Linked DNA regions of Mus musculus: region 2 is linked to region 1. Evidence: chromatin contacts called from public HiChIP or PLAC-seq data. All regions are on one chromosome and are shown on one strand. The core of a region is the stretch at or near the end of the contact, and the rest is flanking DNA. Distances in the headings are between cores, read along the strand shown. Region 1 has its middle 45 kb from the start of Gm46582. Region 2 has its middle 120 kb from the start of Six3os1.

Region 1 (6,536 bases), core at 455-2,954:
GATCTCTGTACGTTTGAGGCCAGTCACATCTATCCAGTGAGTTCTAGGACAGCCAGAGAGCTACATAACAGGATCCTACCCAAACAAACACACAAACAACAAACCCTCAACATTCTAACACACTGCACTTCAAAGATAGACTAATTTAATATTTACATGCTGAAGAATGACGGAAGACAATATTAAGTCTGTGTTTCCTATGAACTTTAAATAAGGGAAAAATAGAAATAAAATTTATTAATTTTCTATAATTAAACCATAACTGCACTTCTTTAACACACAACTTGAGTCGCTTTATGGGGGGGGAGGGGTAATTAGGCTCAGAAGCCACAGTTAAAATAGTTGCCCCTGGAACGGTGGTTCTCAACCTGTGGGTCTTGATCCCTTTGAAGGCTGGACAATTGATTAATATCTGATCTCCTGCATATCAGATGCTTACATTGCAATTCATAACAGTAGCAAAATTACAGTAATGAAGTAACAATGAAAATAGCTTTATGGCTGGAGGGGAGGCACAACATGAGGAAGTGTATTAAAGGGTCACACAGCATTAGGAAGGCTGAGAACCACGTCCCTAGAGAACAATAATCTAGAGAGCAAGGGGGTGAGATGGCTTCTTCCCTTGCTTTCTTCTGTAAGTTGAGAGCTTCCTGTGGGGGGCGGGGACGGTAAAAGAGACAGACTGATTAAATAGAGTGCTGTCCATCTGTTCTGGCTTGCAGAGCAGCTTAAGGGGTGGGTGGGTGTTCACAACAGACGGTGGGTGACACTCCAGGAGTCTCAGTCAGTGTACAATGCCTGGATCCCTTCTTCCATCCCTAACCATTAGCTGGGACCATCTGACCTTGACTTCTATGTCTCAAGAAGTACTGCTCTAGTTTATGTGATAGCCAGTGTCTTGAACACTATTTAATCTCTCTCTCTCTCTCTCTCTCTCTCTCTCTCTCTCTCTCTCTCTCTCTCTCTCTCTCTCTCTCTTTTGTGTGTGTGTGTGTGTGTGTGTGTGTGAAAGAGAGAGAGAGAGAGAGAGAGAGAGAGAGAGAGAGAGAGAGAGAGAGAGAGAGAATGAGTTTCCTGTCACTCCATATTGATCAGCAATAGATCTAAAAGGTACTAGGAAAGATGTATGAGTATTTCTACATCCAGACACAGTGGTGCGCACTTGTAATCCCAGCACCCAGGGGCTGAAGCCAAGACAAGGACAGCCTGGGTAGAGGAAGAGGATCTATTTCAAAATAAAATAGAAATGTTATAAGTACTTATCTAAGTACTCATAAAAAAACAGAGAAAAGCCATTCTTCATCCAGTTGTGTGGGGACAGCTACCACACCATATCCTTCTGTGAATGGAACTCACATGAGGAACTGTTCCCAGGGCTCAAGGGGACAGAGGGACACTGAAGTAATCCAGCTCATAACTGTAGGTGGCAACTGCGAGTCTTGCTCCTTGAACTTGAGACTCTCTGAAGCCACCCCTCCCCTAGCACTGCAAAGGGAGGTTGGGACTGGAGAGCTGAAGGGGACATGGAGATCGAGAGGCTGAGCCCACCCTGAGAAGGCTCTGCCTCCCATAGGGGATGATGGTTCCTCACAGGACAACAAGCAACGGGCAAGTACTGCCTTCTTCCTCCAGCCTTGTAGCCTCCCCCCGGCTCCCCACACCCCCTCTGTGCTCCCCACTCTCATAGGACAACAAGCAAAGCAGAAATACTGACTTCCTCCTCCAGCCTTGCAGGCTCCCCGCAACTTCTCAAGCCCGCTCTGCGCTCCCCACTATAAAGGTTAACCGGAAGCCTGCTGACAAAAAGAATCTAGTTTGCTCGGCCCCAGCCTGAGACAACAGAAGACTGGAGTTGGAGTCTTCCAGGAGACAGCATTCACTCACTAACACCCCAGGGCCAGGCTGACATTAATGACAGGATTTTGCCTTCAGCTATGGGTGGAGTCTCCACCAAAAAGAGAGAGCAGATATAATGCCTGCTTCTGGGGGAAACAGAAGTAATGCTCTAGAATGATGCATTACTCTGGCCTCTTGGGACCAGAGCTGTCACCCAGCTAGAGCTGGGATAAGTTAAGTGAGAATGGGGATGAAGAAGAGGAGACACTTAGGCCAACTGTCCATTTCCAGTGTTGGGAGGAGAGTAGAGATGTATGCCACTGAGCCTGTGCGGGGCACGCTGTGATGGGCTGGCTGGAACGGCTCAGACCGTAAAGTGCGAGTTGGAAATCAGTTGGGAGCTGTAACCTAACCTCAGAAGGTCTGCAGAGGCAGTGAAAACTGATACAACCAAGTTGCTAGAAGGAGATGGCTTCTAGGGGAGAGGGTCACAATCGACCCCAACCCAGGGAACATAGCTTGCCGTGGTGCAGCAGCAGAGGTGAAGGTGACAGTGAACGGCATCTCCAGATGAACAGGAAGAAACATCGCAGTGGGAGGGACCCCCTTCTGCACACCATGAGGCGCTGACCCACCTTTACCGTATCCATCTTCCCTTTAGAGACAGAATCAGGAGGCCAGCCCTCTCCAGAGGGGAGAGACAGTTCTGCCAGGGAGTGTCTGGAAGACTGAAAAATTTGCGCTTGAAGACAAATTTCTCAACTGAATCTGGGTTAGCAACCTCCCATCCCATTCACTCTGCCAATTTTTCAAAGCCAGATGGGACCTAATTACCTTTAATTAGGAAGTTTAAATTGTCACTTCTACCCTGGATGAGACAAATGGAGCCTTGAGAGAATGATAAAGTTAGCTGTGTCCTTTTTCTTACAAGTGGATGCAGAGAATGATTCCCCTTGCAGAACAGAGCTCAGAGAAAGAGATGCCAAGCATGGCAGGTGGCACGGTGGTCCTCATGGCAACACACGTAAGAGGATTCCAGGCCATGGTCTCAGAATTTCCTCATTTCCTAAAACCAGTATTTCCCTTGGTTATTTTGTTGGGAGTGAGTGAGTCTGTCTTGGTTAGATAACAGCAGTTTATCCACTTGTAAAATCAGAACCAGACACATAGATGGATGCTTTACCGGACTAGTAGAAGTCTAACCTGAGCTACGTAGTGAGTTCAAAACCAACTTGAGTGGGTCTCAGGACCGCTTTTCAAACAAACAAACAAACAAACAAACAAACAAACAAACAAACAAACCAAGTCATAAAAACTATCACTGCTTATACTTCTAACAACACATCTTCTTCACTTAAGGAAAATACAGATCTCCATGGCTTCCTTCTCTTTCTTAGTTAGGGTCTTATGAGACCAAAACTGAGCCTCACAAGTCAGGCTAGACTGGCTGACTAGGGAACTCCAGCCATCCTCCTGCCTCCTCTTCTTCAGTTTTGAGATTATAGGCACTTGCTATCCAGCTATTTCTATATGTATGTATGTATGTATGTATGTATGTATGTATGTATGTATGTATGTATGTATGTATGTGTATATGTATGTGTATATGTATGTATGTATGTATATTTCACTTGCATTGATGTCTTGCCTGCATGTCTGTGTGAGGATGTCAGATTCCTGGAACTGGAGTTACAGGTGTTTGTTAGCTGCCATGGGTGTGTTGAGAATTGAACATGGGTCCTGTGGAAGAGCAGCAAGTGCTCACAGCCAAAGCTGAGCCACTCTCTAGCCTGTCACCCAGCTTTGTACATTGGTACTGGGATTGAGTTTGGGTCCTCAGGCTTGTGTGATAAACACTGCACTAACCAAGCTGCTATATCCTCAGACCACACAGTGGGATTTTTATAATAGAGAAGGATATGAAATTGCTCATTAGAGGCCAGCAGAATGGCTCAGCAGGTAAAAACACTTGTCAACCCATTTGGTGACCTGAGTTTAATCTCCAGAATTCTTCTTTCTTTTTTAAAAAAGACCAGAATGGTGGTATATGTCTATAATCCCAGCACTCCTATGGTGAGATGGGAGGTGCAGACAGAATTATCCAGAAGCTCAGAGGCCAGCCTGGAGCAAGTAGCACAGAAACAAACAAGAGAGACTCTGCATCAGGCAAGGCAGAAGGTGAAGACTGATGCCCAAGGCTGCAGTGACTCCCATGCACTCTTTAAAGTGCACACACACATTATATATATACAGACACACTCATTACACAGAGACACACCATGGACATATAGACATACCACACACACGTACACACACACACACACACACACACACATACACACACACACACACACACACGAAGAGGCCATAATTCCCAGTGTTCATGTTCCTAACATGATGATCTAAACAAGTAACCCATCACTTACTAGTTTTTAGGGTTAGTGTCCTAACTGAGCTCATTGTTCCGAGAGTTCAGTGGTTGTAAAGCCTTTGGTGCTGAGAGGCCCTGATCACAGCTCCACTGCTTAGAGCACTAAGGGGGGTGGATGCAGGTGGATCGGGAACTCAAGAGCATCCTACATTGCACAGTGGGTTTGAAGCCAGACTCAGCTACACAAGTCCTTTCTAAAAAATAAATAAAATAAAATAAAATAAAATAAAAAGCAAACAACAACAAAACATAGTGGTCATTTCTGTCCTGTAAATTTTTCAAGATGAATGTGAAGTCTTATTCAGGGGGAGATTAAAGAGAAAGTTGGAGCTACTTAATTGCAATACAAAAGGATTCTATTTTTAGCTAATCTTAAGAGCTCAGTACTGTTGTTTTTAAAGGCTGCATATAACATTTGCTCTGTCATGTCCCATTGGATCTAACAACATACACAGGCCACCTGCTTTGTGACATCTAATCTCTGGTGGTTTTTTTTGTATGTGTTTAAATTTTTAAAAATTAGTTTTTGAGAATTTCATGCAATATATTTGGATCATATTCACCCCACCACTCTCTAATCTCATCCTAGATTCACACCCAACTCCCTGCCCCTCAACTTCCTGTCCTCTTTAAGGAACACATCTAGATCGGCATATGCTGCCCATACTCTTGGGTGTGGGCCATCCACTGGAGCAAAGTTGACCTACCAGGGGCCACACTCTTAAAGAAGATTGACACTCGCCCCGAGAAGCCATCAGCTCTCCATAGTTCCTCAGTTAGGGGTTGGATTCATGAATTCCTTCCCAATTCAGCTTAGATGTTAACTGGGTTGAGCCCACAAGGTCTTTTGGGTGTGAGTAAGTCAGTCCTGTCATGTACAGAAGATGGTGCTTTGCCCAGACCCTCCCCAACCTCTGGTTCTTACAATCATTCCATGGTTCCTGAGACTGGGATGGGGGCCACCATGCTCAATGGCCCATTTAGGGCTGAACATTCTACTGACACTCTTCCATGCACTTGGATCAGTTTGCACACTAACCACTGGTCTACTGCACAAAGAGACTACACTGATGAGGTTTGAGAGTCGCACTAAATGCTCGACGGACAGCTATATATTTACGAGGTGGTTTGATAACATGTGCGTTTAAAATAACGGTAGTAAGTTCATCTCTGGGGCATGGGAGCTACCAAACCATGGGTCCTTGCCCAGATTTACCACACCACAGTGTGTTTCCTCATGCAGAGTGAGCCTTAATCCAATCAGAAGACGGTCAGGACCTTCTGCCCTACAATACTTGTGCCATTAGTGTGCCCCTGGGCAGTATCTTGGGTTTACAGCTGGATAAGACTGTAGATGAGGTCCTCCAGCTCCCATGCCTACATAGCACCATCCAATACTTTGAAAGCTACTACCAGCGAGGAAGCCCCTCAGTCCATACCAGCTCCAGTTCTCTGTGTCCTGTGACAAATTTGTGTGGTGTTTTCATCTTAGGCTGGCTTTCGGTCTTATTCTAAAGGTCTGATGGGCAACCAAGAGCAATGGGCAACAGCCTGTCTGCATGAAAAAAAAAAAATACAAGGGAGGACTCCCCCTAGGTGTGGTGGAGAAGAACATTCATTGTAGAATAAAGGGAGAGCATAGAGGCAGAGACATCTGGGAGAGGCCAGAGTGGTCATGGTCATGGCCAAACTGAGCTGGGCTCTGTGAAGACAAAGGGGGAAGGAGAGCAAGAGAGGAGCAGCTGACCAAGAACAGTGGCCTGGGCCAAGAGATTGGCCAAGAGAGCAAAGGGTACAGGCTGGAGAGATGGCTCAGAGGTTAAGAGCACTGACTGTTCTTCCTAAGGTCCTGAGTTCAGTTCCCAGCAACCACATGGTGGTTCACAACCATCTGTAATGGGATCCAATGTCTTCTTCTGGTGTGTCTGAAGACAGCTACAGTATACTCACATATATAAAATAAATAAATAAATAAATAAATAAATAAATAAATAAATAAATGAGAGAGAGAGAGAGAGAGAGAGAGAGAGAGAGCAAAGGGTAGACCAAAAGAAACAGGTAAGCAAAATGGTTGGATTATACATGGGGCAGAGGAGTCAAGGGGAGGGAAGCCCAGCCCTTGGGCTGGCGAGTTTTAGGGTAGGAGATGGAGTATGACAGCCATACTCTGTAACAGGTAGGGACTGAGGGATGCTGGGAGAGCCTGGCATCCGGTATCTACTTTGATGTTAATGGGCACCTCAGTTAACGCTTGTCCTGGATTCGAGAG
Region 2 (6,126 bases), core at 2,206-4,705, 640 kb after region 1:
TGCTGCTTACTGAAGAGGCTGTTTTCTTTATTGCTTTAAAAAAAAAAATCCCAAAAACTTGTCTTCACTTTGTCATAAAAGGAGGGAAATCTTGTTTTGGAAATTCTAAGTATGTGGTCCTTAAAATGCCACCTTGGGCTTTAAACTGATTCAAGTTGGTGAGAAGCTGGAGGTGTAGGGATGGGATTGCTATCTTCTGACCCTTCACTTCCTTGATGGGAAATAGATGGAGCCTTTACTAAGACTGGGCTCCATTCTTGCCCTAGTCCCAGTGGGGACTGGGGGACCCCAACAAGAAGCAGCAGGCAGAGTCCAGAAAAACTCTGTAAAATGCTTCTCCGTAAGCTCTGAGGACTAGAAATATTTCAATATCTCCTTGTGATTCTCTTGCAACTTTTAATTATCTATTTAATACTGATTTAAAAAGAAACTTCCTACTCAAAATCTTCTTACAGGCCTGTATTTTATAGTTGATATGAAACTGTAAGGATGTATCCTGTGGAATTTAGGGACAGGTTGCTTGTTTTCTACATGAAAGACTGGTTTTTTGTTTGTTTGTTTGTTTGTTTTTATTGAAACAAACTTACATGGTATAGAATTAACTATTTTCAAATATAGGATTCAGTGGTGTTTGTGTGTACACACAAACCTGTACACACGCTTTTCTTTCTACTTAGAATTTCTCTCATTTTCAGAATCACACATAGGTCTTTGCAAGGAAAATAAATAAATACTGATATTCACTCAGCAATCACTTAGTGCACAGTGCACAGTGTCACCAGGGTGGCGCAAAGCTGAATCCTGTTGGGAATTTTAAAAATAAAAATAAATATAGACTGTTAAACTCTCCAGAAAAAAAAATAAACAAAATAAAAAAAATTTTTTTTGAGAGGTAAAACATGGGCTAAATAAAGGCATCAAACGGCTTGAGTCAGGGAACAGATCTTGATTTTTATCCATAAACGTCACTCAGCCTCAGACGTTTATCATCCTGAACCATCATGGCATTGCTAAATATTTCTCAGCAACAATGGCAGTATAATTAGACTACAAAGGGCTTGGAATATTTATGGGGCTAGTTTTCTCAGGGTGATTTTATTTCCTCTGATGCATTCCAGAGTTTTCTAAATGCACAGCCTCCGAGCTGAAGTTGGTGCAGCACACTTTCTTTGATGGCCATTTACTGTATTTGGGTAGGTGTATTATTTTACTGTGAGATTTTCTGTGTCGCTTTTTTTTTTTTGGAAGTTTTACTTTATAGGACCATAAAGGACAGGCAAGCCTCCTTAGGAGGTATTGATTGCTTAACTTGGTTAGAAAAGTTATTCATGGATTCTTAAAGGATTTTAAGGTAGATGGTTAGACATTATGGTAAACTACTAAGGAACTGGGACTAAGCATCTACTTAGCTTAGATTAAATAGATTACAACTGGAGGGTTATACTGGGTGTGGCAACACATGCTTATACTCCCAACACTCAAGGAGAGGGTAGATTCAAGAGGAACAGGAGCTCAAGGCTAGCCTCGCTATGTGAGACCTCGCTTCAGGGAACCAATAGTAATATTAACAATAAGAAAAAAATTAATTAAATTTAGAATAAAAACAAACAAACAGAAAGCATGATCTATTGATATTGTCAATGTGTGTTTTGACGATGAGTGGGTGGTAACAGCTGTGGATAGGGACAATACAGAGGAAAGTGACCAAAAACTTGCCTCTGATAGGTTAGGTCCTGCTGCTTTTGATGGTCACAATGAAGGGTCTTCTTTGACTAGCATATAGGGGAAAAATAACAAATTGGTAAATACTTACCTAGCAGCCCCTTTGTCGTGAATTTTGTGCTTTGAGTCATTTGAAGGTTGCGGGTTGACTCTTATGCTATTGCTGCATGACTTTGGCAAACTCCCTAACTGCTCTGAGCTCCAATTCCCTCATCTGGAAGGAACGACTTCCTGGAACTGTGCCCATGAGGCTCAGTAGTTCTGTGATGCTAAGTCACACCCTCCAAATGCAGTTGGTAACTGCTGAGACCAAGGAAAAGTAAAATGAAACAGAACAACCAAACCAAACCAAACCAAACCAACAACAATAAAACACAAACCCCTATGGCACTTCTGTTTGCATCACCTCTCATCCAGAGGACGAGGTATATGACATTCTACCAGGGAAAACAAACTACCTCTTAGTGTGAGTTTTGCAAATCATAAAACATCACATATTAATCTATCATAGTGTGTATAACTTCTGGAGCGTCCATCCTGAAGCCCGCCCGTGGAGGAAGGAAGACCGGAGAACCACTATTTTGAATGGGTCTGTCAAGAATCGGTAACTCAGATACCAAATACCATCTCTGGCTGCCACAGAACGCTTACAAATATCACCAAAAAAAAAAATTATTTCAATTTGCCATCAGACTGGAACTATCAATTTATACCTGAAATATGTCAAAATGTTGGGTATTTCCATAATGATAAAACTGATTAGAACTGCTGTGTTTAATTAAAATGTTAATCCACTGTCATCTCACTTGATCTCTGTGTGTAGAAAATTTTCTATTTGCTATTAAGATGTCTTATTATTAAATGAAAAGCCTCCTGTATAGCCAATGTCTGATAGTTTAAAAAGGGACAAATGTAGCTGGCCGTGGAAAGAGGTGACTCTGTTATCAGGAGAGGGGGCTCACAGGTTGAAGACGGAGTGACTGCAGGAGAGCCAGAGAGATGCCCTTGTATCTAGATTCCTCCTCAGTCTGTACCCTGATCTTCAGGCTATTTCAGCAGCCAATCTTGCGATCTTGCTGAAATACAAATGCCTTCGGAAAAAAGAACACTGGAGTTGCACTTCGCAAGAAAGGAGCAAACTTCCTGATAGCAGCTCCTGTCTTGTGAACCAAAGCGAGAGGCTTGAGGGTCTCAACAGGAGATGAGGGAAGCTGGCTTTGTTGAATTTATAATATTCTGTAATTGACCTTGAATCCGAAGAAAACTGTTTTTTCTCTGTGGCATGGGTGCCTGAGATTTTGCCATAAGGAACTGATAGTGCCTCTGTTTTCTTGCCCAGTATTATGGGATGAATCTGAACTCTCCACCAAAAACTCATGTGCTGAGGCTTGACCCCAGTGCATTGGAGTTGAGATGGAATTTGGGGAAGGTGGTTGGATCATGAGTGCTCACAGTCATCAAATCATCTGATGAGCTCATAATTTTATGGCATTTCAGGGAGCCAGTAGAAGCTGCCCAGTTGGAGGAAGCAGAGAATGTTCTAGAAGCAGATATTTTTGTTCCCAGTCCCTCCTGCTTCTCCTTCCCTGCTTTCATGAGGCAGGTATCTTTGTTCCAATGCATGGCATATGACAGGATATTTTCATTCCTGTAGGTCTGGAAATAATGGAACCAAGTGACCACAGCTGAAGCTATAAGCCAGAATGACTCTTCTCTCCTTGATGCCATCATTGTGACATTTCAGATAGAGCTGAAGCCTAGACTGGTATGGTCTAGAGTTAGAGAGTTGCTCACAGGTTGTTTGTGTCTTTGTTTATTTCTTTTTCCTTTCTTTTCATGCCCTAATACTTTGTATCAAGCTGAAAGATTAATTAATTAATTAATTAATTAAGGTGATAGATTAATTAATCTGGCAGAGGAAATGTCAAGATAGCATGACATGATAGTTGACAATTGCTTTTAGCCAGCTTTACAGTGACTGTCAGGAAAAAAAAAGCAGAACAGAAAGACTTTTTCAACTTGTGGTTTGACTTGAGGAGCTAGGGCAGAGGAAGGTGTGGTTGCCTAAGGAAGTAGGACCATTTCAAAATGGATTGAGCTGGTAGGAAAGATGATTCACGCAGCTCTCAGAAACTGGACAGACCTGAACCATCATGTGTTCCAGGATATACACAGGGCCACTGTGCTCATACCTAGGTGAAATGGAGATTTCTGGTTTCCTTGGAGACTCCGTTGTGTCACGTGGTGTTTTTCTGGAAACTGTCTTATGAGAAGAGGTTTTTTTTGTTTTGTTTTTGTTTTTGTTTTTTTTGTTTGTTTTGTTTTGTTTTGTTGCTGAAGCAGACATGTGGGAGGAGTTTTGGCTGAGAACAGACATGTAGTGTTTTTATGGAAGCTGTCTGAAAAAAAATGTCGTGTAATGTTTTGTTAGAGGTGATGCTTGAGAGAACACGTGATGTTTGGGAAGGACATAAAGACAAGCCACAGACAGTGGATGATGCTGTGTGGCATTGGTTTGCCTTGCCTTCATTGCTGATCACTGTTTGTCAAGACTTCTCAGAGAGAAATGCACCAAAGAAAGAACTTCCCCTGATATTCCCGCAACTTCTTGCCACTTGGACTTGGGCCAAATTGGCAGAGCCTTGAGGTTTCTTCTGGATCAAATAGTGTTTGTGAGTGGATCGAGTTACCAGTGCTGATTCCTGTGAGCTGAACTGCTGATATCGTGACAATGCAGATTGCAATCACACCAAAGAACGATTTCTAAGCAGGTCCACATCCCCCTCTGCCCTATTAACCTTTCCTTTCCACTACCTCTGGAGAGTGAAGGGCTAGGAGGGAGGTTAAACGTGTAAGAACCCTTATTAAAGTAGGTTTTGAAAAAAAGAATGAAAGTCTAAACCTAGGAAGTTGTTTCTCTCTGGTTTTTCTACCGGGCTTAGCCATGTAGGCTCTTCCATATTTCTACTGCTGTGATATGAGGGGCATTGCTCTTGCCTGCTTGACAGCATCCAGGCCTCATATGGCTAGACTGAAGTCCTGTCGGTGTCCCCTTGACACACGAGGGTGAAAGGGATGGTGCAGATGAGATCTCAGGAAGTCTCACATGCTGGGAATGTAAAACACCTGCCAAGAAAGTTTCAGCCAAAAAGCACAGCAGCCCACCAGAGTGGCTGTATGACTGAGGATGGGAAACTTGTAGAAGCAGGAACTCCCAAGCTCTGTGGCATCCACAGCACACCGTAAGTTGGATATGTCAGGCCAGGACTTATGGGAATTAAGGTTCGCTCCACTAGGTTCTACTCTTGCTGCTTCTCCATTTTTCCATTCATGTTCTCATCCTCTCTCTTAGAATGAGAATAACTACTCTTTTATATTGTATGTTGGGATTATATAAATTGCCTCTTAATTTTTTTAAATTTAAGTTTCAGTGTAAATTAAAATTATAGCAATCACACTGAAATGTAATAATACATGAAATATTTGTTATATGTTTTTGAATATTTTTTCTTTTTTATTAAACTAATAAAAATTATTTTAAACTATACAGCTCAGTATTGACATTTTTCTAAGTCATCAAAATAAATTATAATAGTTAAATGCCTCTTAAATATACATGATATCTTCTGAAGCTAAAAGTAATATACAGTCAACCAGTTTTAAAAATCTATTTGGAACATTAAACATGATAGAAGTAGAAAAAACTCTCTTATGAAGACCTCTATGAAAGGAAATTGTGACAAGCTCCTGGTTAGACAGAAATTGTTCCTCTCCAAGGGAGAATACTCAGCATAACTGTGGCTTTATAGATTGAACTGGGAAGTGTTCCTTCTGATTCTATTTTGTGGAATAGTTTGAAGAGTATTGGTATCAGGCCTTCTTTGAAGGTCTGACAGAATTCTGCACTAAATCCTCTGGTCCTGGGTTTTTTTTTTTTGGTTGGGAGACGTTTAATGACTGCTTCTATTTCTTTAGGAGTTATAGGATTATTTAGATGGTTTATCTGATCCTGATTTAACTTTGGTATTTGGTATCTGTCTAGAAAGTTGTCCATTTCATTCAGATTTTCCAGTTTTGTTGAATATGGATTTTTCTAGTAGGATCTGTGATTTTTAGAATTTTCTCCGTTTCTGTTGTTATATCTCCCTTTTTGTTTCTGATTTTGTTAATTTGATACTGTCTCTGTGCCCTCTGGTTAGTCTGACTAAGGGTTTCTCTATCTTATTGATTTTCTCAAAGAACCACCTCCTGGTTTTGCTGATTCTTTGTAGTTCTTTTTGTTTCTACTTGGTTGATTTCAGCCCTGAGTTTGATTATTTCCTGCTGTCTACTCCTCTTGGGTGAATTTGCTTCTTTTTGTTCTAGAGCTTTTAGGTGTGCTGTTAAGCTGCTAGTGTGTGCTTT

Evidence for each region. HiChIP or PLAC-seq counts read pairs in DNA pulled down with a chosen protein or histone mark.
Region 2: an H3K4me3 HiChIP or PLAC-seq map of bone marrow-derived macrophages shows a contact between it and region 1, with 10 times the contacts expected there. The contact joins two enhancer-like sites. A contact is called at or near these places in 5 of 115 datasets of contacts at active chromatin or transcription factors (bone marrow-derived macrophages, craniofacial prominence, embryonic basal ganglia and 2 more).

What each region holds. Positions count from the first base shown.
Region 1 is chr17:84,858,412-84,864,947 of GRCm38.p6, forward strand. No RefSeq gene overlaps it. Among named protein-coding and RNA genes, the nearest start is that of Gm46582, 45 kb to the left of the region's middle. Within about 2 kb of position 1,705, at least 104 of the 459 cell types and tissues checked have an H3K27ac peak or open chromatin away from gene starts, as enhancers often do. A contact at or near this core is called in bone marrow-derived macrophages, where this site is marked.
Region 2 is chr17:85,491,771-85,497,896 of GRCm38.p6, forward strand. No RefSeq gene overlaps it. Among named protein-coding and RNA genes, the nearest start is that of Six3os1, 120 kb to the right of the region's middle. Within about 2 kb of position 3,456, at least 21 of the 459 cell types and tissues checked have an H3K27ac peak or open chromatin away from gene starts, as enhancers often do. A contact at or near this core is called in bone marrow-derived macrophages, where this site is marked.